2 separate regions of the Gossypium hirsutum genome follow, and region 1 is linked to region 2. The links are chromatin contacts, called in public Hi-C maps. All regions are on one chromosome and are shown on one strand. Each heading gives the region's core, a stretch centred on a gene start, on an enhancer-like site or on the middle of the called end of the contact. The rest is flanking DNA. Distances are from core to core; before and after follow the strand shown. Region 1 has its middle 9.9 kb from the start of LOC107904440. Region 2 has its middle 16 kb from the start of LOC107954107.

Region 1 (6,128 bases), core at 884-3,383, 160 kb before region 2:
AGCACTTTTAATGCCTAAAGTTTTTTAGTCAAATTGATATGTTTTAACGGATATGCTGTCGTGGTTGTTAATTGACTAACGATCAACATTAACCGCTGATACAGTAGTCTAAATATAATTAAATGCTGACAAAATAGCACAAACGTGAACAAATGATTTTAAAATTATTTTTTTGAAATATAAAATTATTATATTATTTTTTGAAATATAAAATTATTAAAATTATTAAATGCATATAATTTCCAATTTCCACAATTTCGTTTTCCCCATTGTTTCTTTCCATCGTTCACCATCATCGTCGTCATCTCCGATCCTCTTCCCCATTGTTTCTTCCTTCCACAGTTTCTTGAATATTTAACTTGAGATTTCATGTAAAAATATTTGAAGATTTCATGAGAGGGGGAAATATAAAAAATCGGAAAGATCAAACATTCAATTTGAGATTATGCAAATCAACGAATCAAAATTATATAAATACAAACACACCAAAATAAAAAGAAGAAAACTGAACATCACCGTTGAAATCAAGAATTCTTGGTAATCATTTTCTTGGACAATTTTGTTTCCAAAAGAAAAGAAATCTAGTTTTTAGAGAGAAACCATGGACATCATAAAGTGAAAAGACATTACCTCGCTTGTAAACAAAAAATTGGAAGTACAAAAAGAAATTGTAGCAGCTAGAGAAATAGAGAAGAGGGTTGATTTCTTCATGGTTGGGAATAATCAATCTGGTTCAAAAGACCTTGATAGAAGCGGAAACCAAAATGTTATTATCTTGGATGGGAACTTAAATAAGTGAAGAGAAATGGTGAGAAAATATCGGGTTATTGTATTGCGGGGGTTTTGGGCGTGGTGGTTCAACAATGAGAAAGTGGGTTATAATAGGGACAGAGGGTGATGGTAGATGGGTATGGCGGTTCTGTTAGGGGGCAATGGGTTTGGTGGGAGGCCATCTTATGAAAATGAACTAGAGATAACAATGATAAAAATGAACTGTTAAGGGGTAATGGGTTTGTTAGGGGACAATAGGGGCCGATAGTAGTGATGAAAATGAACTGGAGATTCAGTTGAAAAATGGAGGCCATCTGAAGAACGGAAAAGAAAATCGGAGACAAGGAAGGTCGAAGCTCAAGGATGGAATTTGAGGTTTTCAAAAAAAAACAATGAGGAAGAAGAAACTGTGGAAGGAAGAAACAATGGGGAAGAAAATTGGAGACGACGACGATGATGGTGAACGATGGAAAGAAACTGTGGGGAAGAAGAAACGGTGGAAATTGGAAATTATATGCACTTAATAATTTTATATTTTTTTAAAATAATTTTAATTGTAATAATTCATTTTACCCGGGGCCCAAACCAAATATTAAAACCAAATTTAAATAGTCCACAGTCCAAATATATAGGCCCAACATGGCCTAAATCGTTTTTAACTTGAACTACCCAGACACAATCCCAAGCCCAATAACAAAACCCAATGACAAACCCCAAACAGAAACCCTAAAACTATACAGCAGACCCACCCGTTGCACACCTCCAGTCGCCTCAGCCAAGCACGTGCTGTGCCACCGCCTCCGTACACCGCCAGCTGGCCTCCGTACCTGCAAATAGGACGAAAAAACAGCACAGAAAAAACATATATTGTATTTTTTTTATTTATTTCGGATATTTTGGCTATAAAACAAAAGGAAAGACCTTTGTAATTTTTTTACACGGAGACAATACGAAATCAGTAAAAAAATACCAGAGAAAAAAAGCCATTAAAGTTTTGAAAAGTGATTTGAAATCTCATTTTTTTTTCGATTTCTTTTTTCTTTTCTGTTTCTTCAATATTTGTTTGTTATACTTGTTGTTTGTAAAAGAGAAATAAAGAAGAGGTGAGGGATTTATCTTTAGGGTGGTGCCGATTGAATCTCTGTTCGCTTCTCGCAATCGGAGCTTGAACAAGAATTTTAGGGATCGAAAACGGCGAGGCGTCGAACAGCGGAGGAGAATAGGGCTTTGTTAATCTATTTTAAAACAGTCAAATGCATGTTTAGGATTTTGTTTTTTAGTTTTATGAAGATGATAAAACGGTACTGTTTAAGCCGGTTTCAATGGCTTCAAAACGATACCGAATCGGCCATACCCGATGACTCGACCTTGATGCGGCTAGATCTGCGTGTTTTGGGTCTAAGATAGGATATTTGCGCCATTAATCCCTCTGCTTTAGTTCATGTTTTAAATTATGTTTTCTTTATTTTTTTAAATTTGCCCAGTTTGTTTTGGATTCTTTTGTTCTAGTCCCTTTGAGCTCAGCGTTTAGGAAGCCTGGGTTAATTTCCCTATTGGTCCCTCAACATTTTTTGTGCATCTATTATTGTCATTTTATTTGAATTTTATTTCCAATTTTAATCTATGCTTAAAACTTTACAAAATCTTGCCAATTAATATATATATATATTTAGACTTCATTTACTTATATAATTTCTTTTGAAATTATAATACATACTTTTATTTATGTATTTAGTTTTAAAAAATTCAATTATGTATATTTATCGTAAATTATTTTATTTATTTCAAATTGTATATATCATTTGTACTATATTGTTTATTTATATATATTTATACATATTATTGATTTTAATTCTGGTTTTATATTAAATTTCATCTACATATTATCAATTTCAAGTTATATATTATTTGTTTTTCTTTCTAAAACTATTATTATTTATTCTATATTTTTCTATAATATATATCCTGTTTTGTTAAACATCTTTACATATATATCTTAGGTTTTATATTTACACAATATGAGTGGAATAATGTATGTGTAACTTTGAATATTTTATAGATAATTTATTTAAATTTGTTCTATACATAAATATTGTTTTATTTTGAATTAATTTGTATACTAGTTGTTTTTTTAAATTAGTTTATATTCTTTAAATTGCCTTTATATCATTTAAAAAAATTCTTTTGTATTGTTTGCTTGATATTGTTTTGTATTATTTCAGATTTTCACATTACTTATCTCATCTTGATGTCAATATAAATGTCTAGATAATATTTTTTATGATTATCGTTATTGTGTATATTGAATTTCTTAGTTCATTGATTATTTGTTGTTGTCAGTATACGTTTTGTTTGTAAATTATTAGTTTTCGTTGTATATCGTCATTTCATTGTGTTTGGTTCGTTTAAAAGGTTACGTCCAATATCATTGTAATATCCCGAAAATTACTACTGTAATACACCGAAAATTATTACAGTAAGAAAGTAGGTATCCCTGATAGTAAAATAAGGAAATAAAGTGACAAAAAAGAAAATTTTGAGTTATGACAACATTGGAAATTATATTATGACATATTAATTCAAGAAAGGATTAAATCGCAAAAGTGAGAAAAGTTTTGTTGCCCAAGAGTAATACACAAAATTTGATGGATTAAAGTGTAAATATGAAAAAGTTGAATGACCAATAGTGTAAATATTTTTAGGGTGGAATAATCTAGAAACTAAGGAAAATGGATGAATTAGGACTAAATTGAAAAAGTGAAGAATTTTGAGGGACTAAATCATAATTTTACCAAATTAGGTGATGACTCAAGGAGGGAATTTTTAAAGATTATAAAGGGAAAAATGGTCAATTAGAAGAGAGAGAAATCTAGAAGGCAATGATGATGTTGGTGATATTTTAGATTAATTAATTAAATAAATATTAGTTTATTAATATTTTAATTTGATTTTTAAATGATATTTTATTATTTTATTATTATTCTATTTAGTATATATATGAAAGGAAAGATGAAGAATCTTCATCTTCTTCCCATGCATCCAACGTATGAAGAGAAAAGAAAGAAAGAAACTTTCTTTTCTTTACAATTTGATCCTTTCACCAAAAATTCACCACTTTCACTTAGAAATCAAAAGAATTTTCATATCCATCAAGAGAGAAAGATAACAAGGAGACTATGGGGAGTTAGAATATCAAGTTAGATTCCAGAAATAGAAGCTGGAGGAGAGAGAAAATCAAGTTAAAGATTGAAATTAATAGGACAAGGTAAGAACATCAAGATTTCAATATATTTTTAAGTATGTTATTATTGAAAAAGCATGGAAATGACGTTATAGTAGAGTTTTCTTAAATAAAGTCTTATGTTCTTGATATATTAGTGAAGAGAAATAAGAGAAAGTGATGGAAAATATTATAGAGAAAATGAATAAGGAAGTTATAAACTTAGTAATCAACATCTTGCACTAAAATAGTTTTGGACAGTAGTAGTAGGTTAACTTTGAAAAATCACCATAAATTATGGAAATCTAATTAGAGAGTGAAAAAAATATGGAATTAAATCTTATTAAGTCTAGTTTCTTATAGAAGAAACGGTGTAAGTAATGGAATTGTAAATCATGAGATATAATAAATTATGCGAGACAAGGTTAAAATGAATTCGGGTTCCCCTATTCTGACTTTGGAAAATTATAAAAAAATTGGAGAAAAATAATTATGGGCTTAAATTTATATGTTTGAAATCCTGAATGAGTTTATTTTCATGAGAAACAAATGGGAACATCATCTGGATCCTATACCAGGAGATAATTAATTTTTAGTGAAGAATGGTCGGAACTGTCAGACAGCAGAACATGGATGAATTTAAAGAATAAACTATACTTATTTGTTAAACCAAAAATTCTTAAAATTTTTTAGTAAAAATATATGTGAGCCTAGTTTTAGAGAAAATTTACAGATCTCAATTCAGAGTTACATATCTCAAGATATAAATAATTTTGTGACAATGACTCAAGTGAACAGCTTTGAATGAACAAATAAATAAATAGTGAAATTATAGATAATGTTACATATAAGCATGTTATATACATTAAGGATGTGTAATGGAGAGGAGGAGGAGGAAAATATTTGATTATTCAACTAGCATGAGTTTTCATTAAAAATGGCTAATTTGCATGTTTTAGGTTCAGGGACTAAATTGAATAAAATTAATATTTTAGGGGTAAATTTGTAAAAATGTCAAAAAGTGACCAAATTGCATGAAATGAATTGTTTTATTATTTAAATTAATAAATTGAATGAAATATTAATTTATATCAAGATTGGATGGAAATTCGAGGAAAATAGAAAATTACCAAAATGTCCCTAAATTTTGGTATTTCTGCAATTTAGCCTGGTAAGTTCGTGTAACTTGAATTATATTCTTAGATGATTGAAATATATATATTGGATTGAGAAATTGATTTGGTTTGTGGACATGAGAAATTGTGAATTGAATGAAATGGAAATGAAACTTTGAATTATATGAGTAAATATCGGGTCTCGTAAGCCCTATTTGTTATGAATATAATATTTCGAGGATATGTTGTAAAGAATTATAAAATCACGTTAATAATTTAAAAGTTTTGATTTGGATAAAATTTTGCAACTCGGTTTAATACGTATGCAAATGTATGTCTTCTAGTAATGCCTCGTACCCTATTCCGGTGTCGAATACGGCCAGATTCGGTCATAACGTTTAGACCGGGTTTGGGGTGTTACAATCATTTAAGTATCGAAAGCATTTTTGTTCAAAAGTCTTCCAAAATAACACAATACTTAATATTTGGGATCTTCGAGAGGATTGAGCCCTAACGTATTGGGTTCCAATTTTCCTCATTGAATCTAAATAATCGAGAATATTCTTTAATCAAAACACATAAATAAAAATCTCATTCTCGGGAATTCGATACGTTGTGTCCTAACGCATTAGATATGACATGTTGTTTTCTCGAGATGAGGATTTTTCTAAAACTAATAAAGGCAATATTCTATGTCTGGGATTTTGAGAAATTGTGCCCTAACGTATTGGCCTTCGATTTCTTCATCTGACTTAAACAATTGAATATCCTTTTAAATTTCATTGCATGAGTTTTTTAAAGGACAAGTTCATTTTTGAGGATGTGAAATATCATGCCTTAACCCATTGGATGTGAAATTTTCTCTCTCCGAAATGAGAGGGTCTTAACATATAATTTGATTTATACAAGTTTTAATACAAGGATCGTATTTTAAAATCTTTGCACATTTTTGATATTAAGACACTAATTAATCAATAATGTACCCATTTTGGGCGTGTCGAGGGCGCTAACCCTTCTTCGTG
Region 2 (6,939 bases), core at 1,522-4,021:
AGGAGTAAAATTTTTAGCTATTCGTCACGGATACTGAAAAGTTAATTATAATTTCAATTGCCTTAAGATTCCATGGATTTATTTTGTATTTTATTACACTGCTTCACTATTCGATTTTGGATATATCATTTTCCAACTTCTTTAACTTCCTGTAATGTAGTTTCTTAGGGAATTTCGGATCGTAGCACATTTGGTAGCAATAATAATTCCCATATACAGTAATCTTGTTTTACAGCCTCACAAATGATTGAAACCATCTTGGTTTGTGTGACAAAGGGTTTGAAAACCTGCGACTATTTTTAGCTTCTTTATTATTATTGTTGTTGCCCTAATTTCTACGGTGAAAAGCTTGTTTAAGATTTTGGTTTTGGTGAATAAGACATTTCATTAATGACAAAGAAAATCAAGCCAGTTCTTAATTTAAAACCTCGCACAACTCGACTTTGGTAGAGCGGATAAGGAATGCCATGGATGATGGCATCAGCCCAAGAAACGTTGCACTTTCCATTGAAGGCGTTGATCAGACCTACATTATCATGCCTCTCGATTAATTTACAACTAACCCTCACTGCGTTGGCTTCGTTGATGACATTCCCTTAAGAGTCTCTGTCAATGGCGGCAATTCCTGCCATTTTGTCTGATGGTCTAAACGCAGTATCGGAGGATAGATGTGAGTATAAACTCCTTTATCAAAAAATGAATAAATTAATTCTTGCATATTAGATAAAAAGTAAATTAATTATTTTTATTAAAAATTTCATCAATTTTTATTATTAAAAATGAGTATGACTAACAAAATAACTAAACTATTATACCTAGCATGCTACGTGTACTTCATTTTTTACATATAGAAATTAATTTTTAATAGTAAAAATGGATGAAATTTTTAATAAAATGACCAATCTGCTCTTTGATCTAAGGTAGGACTAATTTATCTATTTTTGTAGTAAAAGAAATAAATGTAATCTAACTCCTAATATAAAAGCCTCCATAATACTTTTACCTGATTAGATACATATTAATACCTTATAAAACAGACACGTTTCTAGCTTTAAAAAATAAACCAGCAGCGTGTAGGCAATGAGGCCACATCAACACTTTGTCCTGCTTGGCTAAGCATACCGGAAAACAATACTTCGCTACTCAATAATTTATAATATGTAACATCAAAAGCACCCTAAAGAAAAATTAGATACGAAATTTCATCAATCTTCATAACCAATGCCCTATTTTGTGGAAATTTCTTTTTATATATTAAAAAAATCTCACTAAAAAAGAATTTGAACTATCCTCATCAAAATTTTTTCTTTGACATGCATTGAAAAGGATATATAATACATGGTATCTATCACTCTATACATATACAAATTTTGTAGCTAGTGCAACTTGTATGTGAAAAAGAAAAGCAAGAAAGTTATTATCACCATATAAACTAATCAAAGGAATTTAGAAAGCTACTTGGCCTACTTCTCAAGCTCCCTCCCTTCTTTAAGAACAAAATATTTTATTTTATGGCCATTAATGATTAGAAAAGCTTATAAAAATACTTAACTAAACAAATGAACTTTAGGAATATTTACATATGTGCATTCTACATGGTTTAGGAGGCTTGGTGGTGCTTCACAAAGTCTGGACAATATATATAATATTAGTAAAAAGTGATGAGATACTGCACCAACAAATTCTGAAAAAGTAGTCAGTTTACAAAGGCCACACATGTCATAGATTGTCCCTATGTGTAATACAAGGTCATACTCGCACTCCATGAATTGTTTATTTTCTTTCTTTCTTTCTTTCTTTCTTTGGGTTTTGTTTTTTTACTTTTAACTTCTATTATTACTTCATGATGATATTTCAAGATTTAATTCTCTCATTTAATTTTTTTTTACATTTCATTCGATTAATTTTTAATTTATAATTGAAGTCTAATTAATAATATCATAAACAAATTATGTTAAAGAAAATTACGTGACATTTTTAAAATAAAAAAAATTGCTCAAAATTAAAAAAATGTTAAATCTAAGTTTGTAAGCACTATTTCAAAAAAGCAAATGAAAGTTACTGTTTTTTTTCCTTACATGACTTGTGCTACATTTTGAATATGCCACTTGAGCAACTTTTTAATTTTTAAAAGGTTAGATGGTCTAATTTAATAGAATTTCTTTGATAGCCTTATTCATTGGATTTTAATTGTTAAACCAAAAGAGTAAAGAGAAAAATAGTAGGACTAAATTTTGAAATGTTCAAAGCATAGGGAGTGGGAGCAGAATTAGGCCTATTTAAAACCCATGATATTGTAGTCTTTCTTCTGTTACTTAGTAAATCATTTCTTTAAAAACTTTTTTTGGTCCTAGTTTATAAGGAAAATTATTATAGCTCCCAAATCAAAGTCATTGTCAGAGTCCAACTCATAAATATAATTGCCATTTAAGCTGTTCAGAAATTTTAAACCAAAATTTTAGCTAGTATTATATTTGTTGATGGAGTCGAGCAGTTCAACTGGCTCTACGCACTTCGCTAGAACTGGGCTAACCCTTGGTAAGTATTTTTTACTCTTGTTTAATCTAAATTATAATATATATAATAAAAATTTAATATTAAATAAAAATGAATAACATAAAGTACAGTTTCACTATCTTCAATCTTTTTACATATTGTTGAAATTAGTTCAATTCTTATTCTATTTTAGTACCCCTAAATACCTCTAACTAGTCCGACAGGAAAATAGTTGAAAGAAGTCCAACTCATACATTCTATGGCTATCAACTTCAACTTAAGGCCCAAATTAGATTGGGTCTGAGTTAACCGTTCACATGCACATTAACCTTACTCCCCAACACATCCTTAGAAAATAAGTTCCCCAACCAACCTTTGAATATTGATTAGGATCTTTTAGGGGCTCCCCTTGATTTGGAACAAACTTGACACTAAGATCCATAAGGGTTTCCATTGGTTTATAGTCTAGCATCCCTGTTCCTCTAGATATCCAAAGCTTACTTTCTCTAAGAGATAGTAATGCATGTTGTTGATTGAGCCACCTTAATGCTTGTTGTTTCATTGTTTTCTGCTTGGAAACTCAAAGGGGCTTTTTGGCTAGCTCCATGGCTATACGAGAGAGCAGAGCTTGTTGTCTTAATTTTTGTTGATGGTTTTGTGTGTGGCCATCTGTTTTGAATCTTGCTTTGGGCTTTTTTTTTATTGTCTTTTACTCTTGTCCTCTCTTTGCTCTCTTTTGAAAGTGAGTTGGTCGGTAAAAGTATTAGGAAATCTTCTATACATGTTTTTGTCTTTCTATTAAAAATTTTTTTAATAAAGAACTAATTTGTGCATTTCGAAATGTATAATGACTAATTTATTTAGTAGAGACTAAAATACAACATCTAATTACAAGATTTCCTTAATACTTTTACCCGAGTTAATGTTATTTCAAAATATCATAATCATAAATTATTAAATATTTCAAATTTATATATGATATATAATACGTGTTTAATGTATTATATTAATGATTTTAATTGCTTTGTATTTTTTATGCATCATACATGTTCCATACTTACGTATTTGGACTCTTTAATTATTATACTTATGGGTGTGATACCACAACCACTTTCTTATTTACTTAAAGTAAAGAACTCCATGTTTAAAAAAAACAATCAATATTTCAATGTTGAAATCATTTAAAAATAGGTAAATAGAACCTTTAACTTTATAAAAAAAAGTTATTTTTTCTTTTCATTTTATTTTTTTTAGTTTTTGAATTTTCGTTGTTTGTTCAATCACCCCAAAATATATGGAAAATGTAATATTTTTTAATTTTGTTGACGTAACATACACATAGATTACCACATGAACCACGCGGATGCCACATCAGTGAGTAATTAATTTTTTAAAGTTTAAAATTTTTAAAATTTTTAAAAATTATTTTAAAAATAGAAATTATATAAAATTATTTTTTAAATATTTTTAATTTTAAAAAATAATTAATTGCATACATGTGGATTGCCACGTGGATGCCACATCAGGAAAGTTAGCAAACGTTGACTTTTTCATCCATTTGGGATGAATTGACAAACAATACAAGTTTAATGGTTAAAAGAGGCGAAAAATTAAATGAAGAGTTAAAATGAATTTTTTTTATTTTTGTAAAATTGAAGGGTCAAATAAATAATTATGCTTAAAAATTATAACTATATTTGTGATTAAGGAAATTATTTAATACACTAACGGTGGAATCTTTATACTTCATAAATTAGGGGTTGACAAATGTGAATATAGTAAAACATTAAAATATATATATATCATTTTTTTGAAACTACTTATAAAACAAAAACAAAAAAAAAAACATTATTAGTGTACCAAATAACCACACTCATAATTATACATGATTTGCTCCAGAACCATCTTGATTTTGTGGGTTGAAAATGTCTTTTGAAAAATTGCACTAAGTTTGGAAAGGTGATCCATAATTTATGTAATCATAGTTTAATATCAAACCTCACAAATTATTAATTTCAATTTTATAAAAAAATATATAATACGTCATATTAAGGGCTCCAGATATTAGCTATTTCTACTAACAATTCTGAACCCCATAGGTATAACAAATAAGGCTATAAGCTTATCTAAAAAAAGACTGGTACGTTTATGTTGGAATGATATGATATGTATATAAATCCACAAAAATATTAAAATTTATATAATATAAGTTATCAATTTATTAAAATTATATAAATATAAAACATTTTAGATCTAATTATGAAATAAAATTATTTAAAATAGAACATAAAGTCTTAAGAATTCAAAACAAATGCACACATTATCTTACTGTGCGTGTAAATACCTAACAGGTTACCTCCTACCACCAAGAAAGTTGTAAAATAGCACACGCGGACCTTTAATAGAGTCGGCAGCTAGTGCGTTAGTGATCACTGCCCATAATATGAATATCTTTGTGTAATTTATCTATTGAACATTGGCCAGCTGTGTTACTACTATGGTGTAAGCAAATCATCGTTGCAAGACCCTGAAAGTACCTAATTGAGAGGAAAGGTCCCTGTCAGTGACGTCTCCAGCTGGGCAGCCAGTGATTGAACTTTCCAGGTACTTGGTTGTTCAAATTGACAACCTAAGATGCCAAACTCCGCGTTCCTTCCTTTATATTCATTTGTCTCTCTGTTACAATATCACGCTACTATGATTGATGCATCTCTCTTTATAAACAGCTATAAATATACGACCCCACTTAGAGTTTCATTCATCAATATTGCTCCCCTTTGGCTTGACAATGGAAGCCAATGTAGTAGTAGAAGGGAGGTCGGCAAACAGTCGGTTGGCGTTGGTTAAGGACTCGATAGTGAAAATAAGAAGCAAGGTGGCTGAATTTCCAGGGAAAATGAAGAAAGTAGCAGAAGATGATCCTAGAAGAATTGTTCATTCGTTTAAAGTAGGATTAGCCATCACCCTCGTCTCACTCTTCTACTATTTTGATCATCTATATGTTGGCTTTGGCAGCTCAGCAATGTGGGCTGTTTTAACTGTCATTGTCGTCATTGAGTTCTCTGTAGGTAAGCCTCTAAAATGATCACATCACATGAATCAACCGAGTCTGGAAAATTACGTCCAAAACATGAAAGCTTGTTTGTTTTAATGTAGGAGCAACTCTTGGCAAAGGCTTAAACAGGGGATTGGCAACATTTTTAGCTGGAACACTGGGCTTTGGAGCTCACCACTTAGCTAACTTGCCTGGACGGGAACTTCAGCCTATATTACTGGGAATCTTTGTGTTCATTCTAGGTAAAACAACATGATCCAAAATAAAAAAAACGCATATTTTGAACAAGCATCAATTTATTTTATTATAACAAGTGAAGTGAGGACTAATTCTGGATTGATATATACAGCTGCAACAGTGTCGTTTATACGATTCTTTCCACGAATGAAGGTCAGATATGATTACGGGCTCCTTATATTCATGTTGACCTTTTGCTTGATATCTGTTTCTGGTTATCGTGATGAAGAGGTGCTTGAAATGGCTCATAAAAGAGTATCCACTATTCTAATTGGTGGATTTACGGCTATTTTTGTCTGCATTTTCATCTGCCCCGTTTGGGCTGGCGAAGATCTTCATAATTTGGTTGCCAACAATCTTGAAAAGGTTGCAAGCTTCACAAATATTTCAACATAAAACTTGCATATTGATGCCACTTAGTTTGCAGGTTTTGGGGATGAATACTTCCGAAAATCAAGCGAACCAGAGTCAAACAAAGCATCATTACAAGTATATAAAAACAAACTCAATTCAAAGCAAAGCGAAGAATCTTTGGTGAGTAGAAGAACTAGTTAAAAAAAAAACAATTAGGAACCGACCAACATGATAAAAAAAATCAAGATGCAAGTGTCATACGATATTACTTAAGGATTTTATTCTCGCTCGCAGGTTAATTTTGCTAGATGGGAACCCCCACATGGGCTGTTCAGATTTCGCCATCCTTGGAAACAATACCTGAAGATTGGAAGTCTCACTCGACAATGTGCTTACAGAATTGAAGCCCTTAATGGTTGCCTCAACTCTGATGTACAGGTACTATAACGTCAAACAAAGTCCATATCCAAAATGTTAAATATCTGGTAATTTTTAACATTGGCATTAATCTTTTACAGGCCTCACCAGAAACCTGTGGAAATTTTCGAGAAGCATTCATCAAAGCAAGTTCAGAAACAGGGAAAGCTGTCAAGGGATTAGCATCAGCTATGAGAACAATGACTCTACCATCAGCTGATTGTCCTCAAACCACAAAATCGAAGAACGCAGCTGACAACCTTAAATCGTTGCTCAGAACAGGGTTGTGTCAAGGCATAGATATCGTAGAGATTATAGAAGTGGGGACAGTAGCTTCATTGCTGCTTGATGTTCTTGCTTGTACTGAAAAAATTTCAGAG

The links. A called contact is a pair of places that touch in the nucleus more often than the background predicts.
Region 1: a Hi-C map of leaf shows a contact between it and region 2, with 3 times the contacts expected there. The contact joins two enhancer-like sites. A contact is called at or near these places in 2 of 34 Hi-C or Micro-C datasets (both in leaf).

The regions. Positions count from the first base shown.
Region 1 is chrD07:16,810,531-16,816,658 of Gossypium_hirsutum_v2.1, reverse strand. No RefSeq gene overlaps it. Among protein-coding and RNA genes, the nearest start is that of LOC107904440, 9.9 kb to the left of the region's middle. Within about 2 kb of position 2,133, at least 9 of the 9 cell types and tissues checked have an H3K27ac peak or open chromatin away from gene starts, as enhancers often do. A contact at or near this core is called in leaf, where this site is marked.
Region 2 is chrD07:16,646,658-16,653,596 of Gossypium_hirsutum_v2.1, reverse strand. It overlaps the pseudogene LOC121219432. Among protein-coding and RNA genes, the nearest start is that of LOC107954107, 16 kb to the right of the region's middle. Within about 2 kb of position 2,771, at least 4 of the 9 cell types and tissues checked have an H3K27ac peak or open chromatin away from gene starts, as enhancers often do. A contact at or near this core is called in leaf, where this site is marked.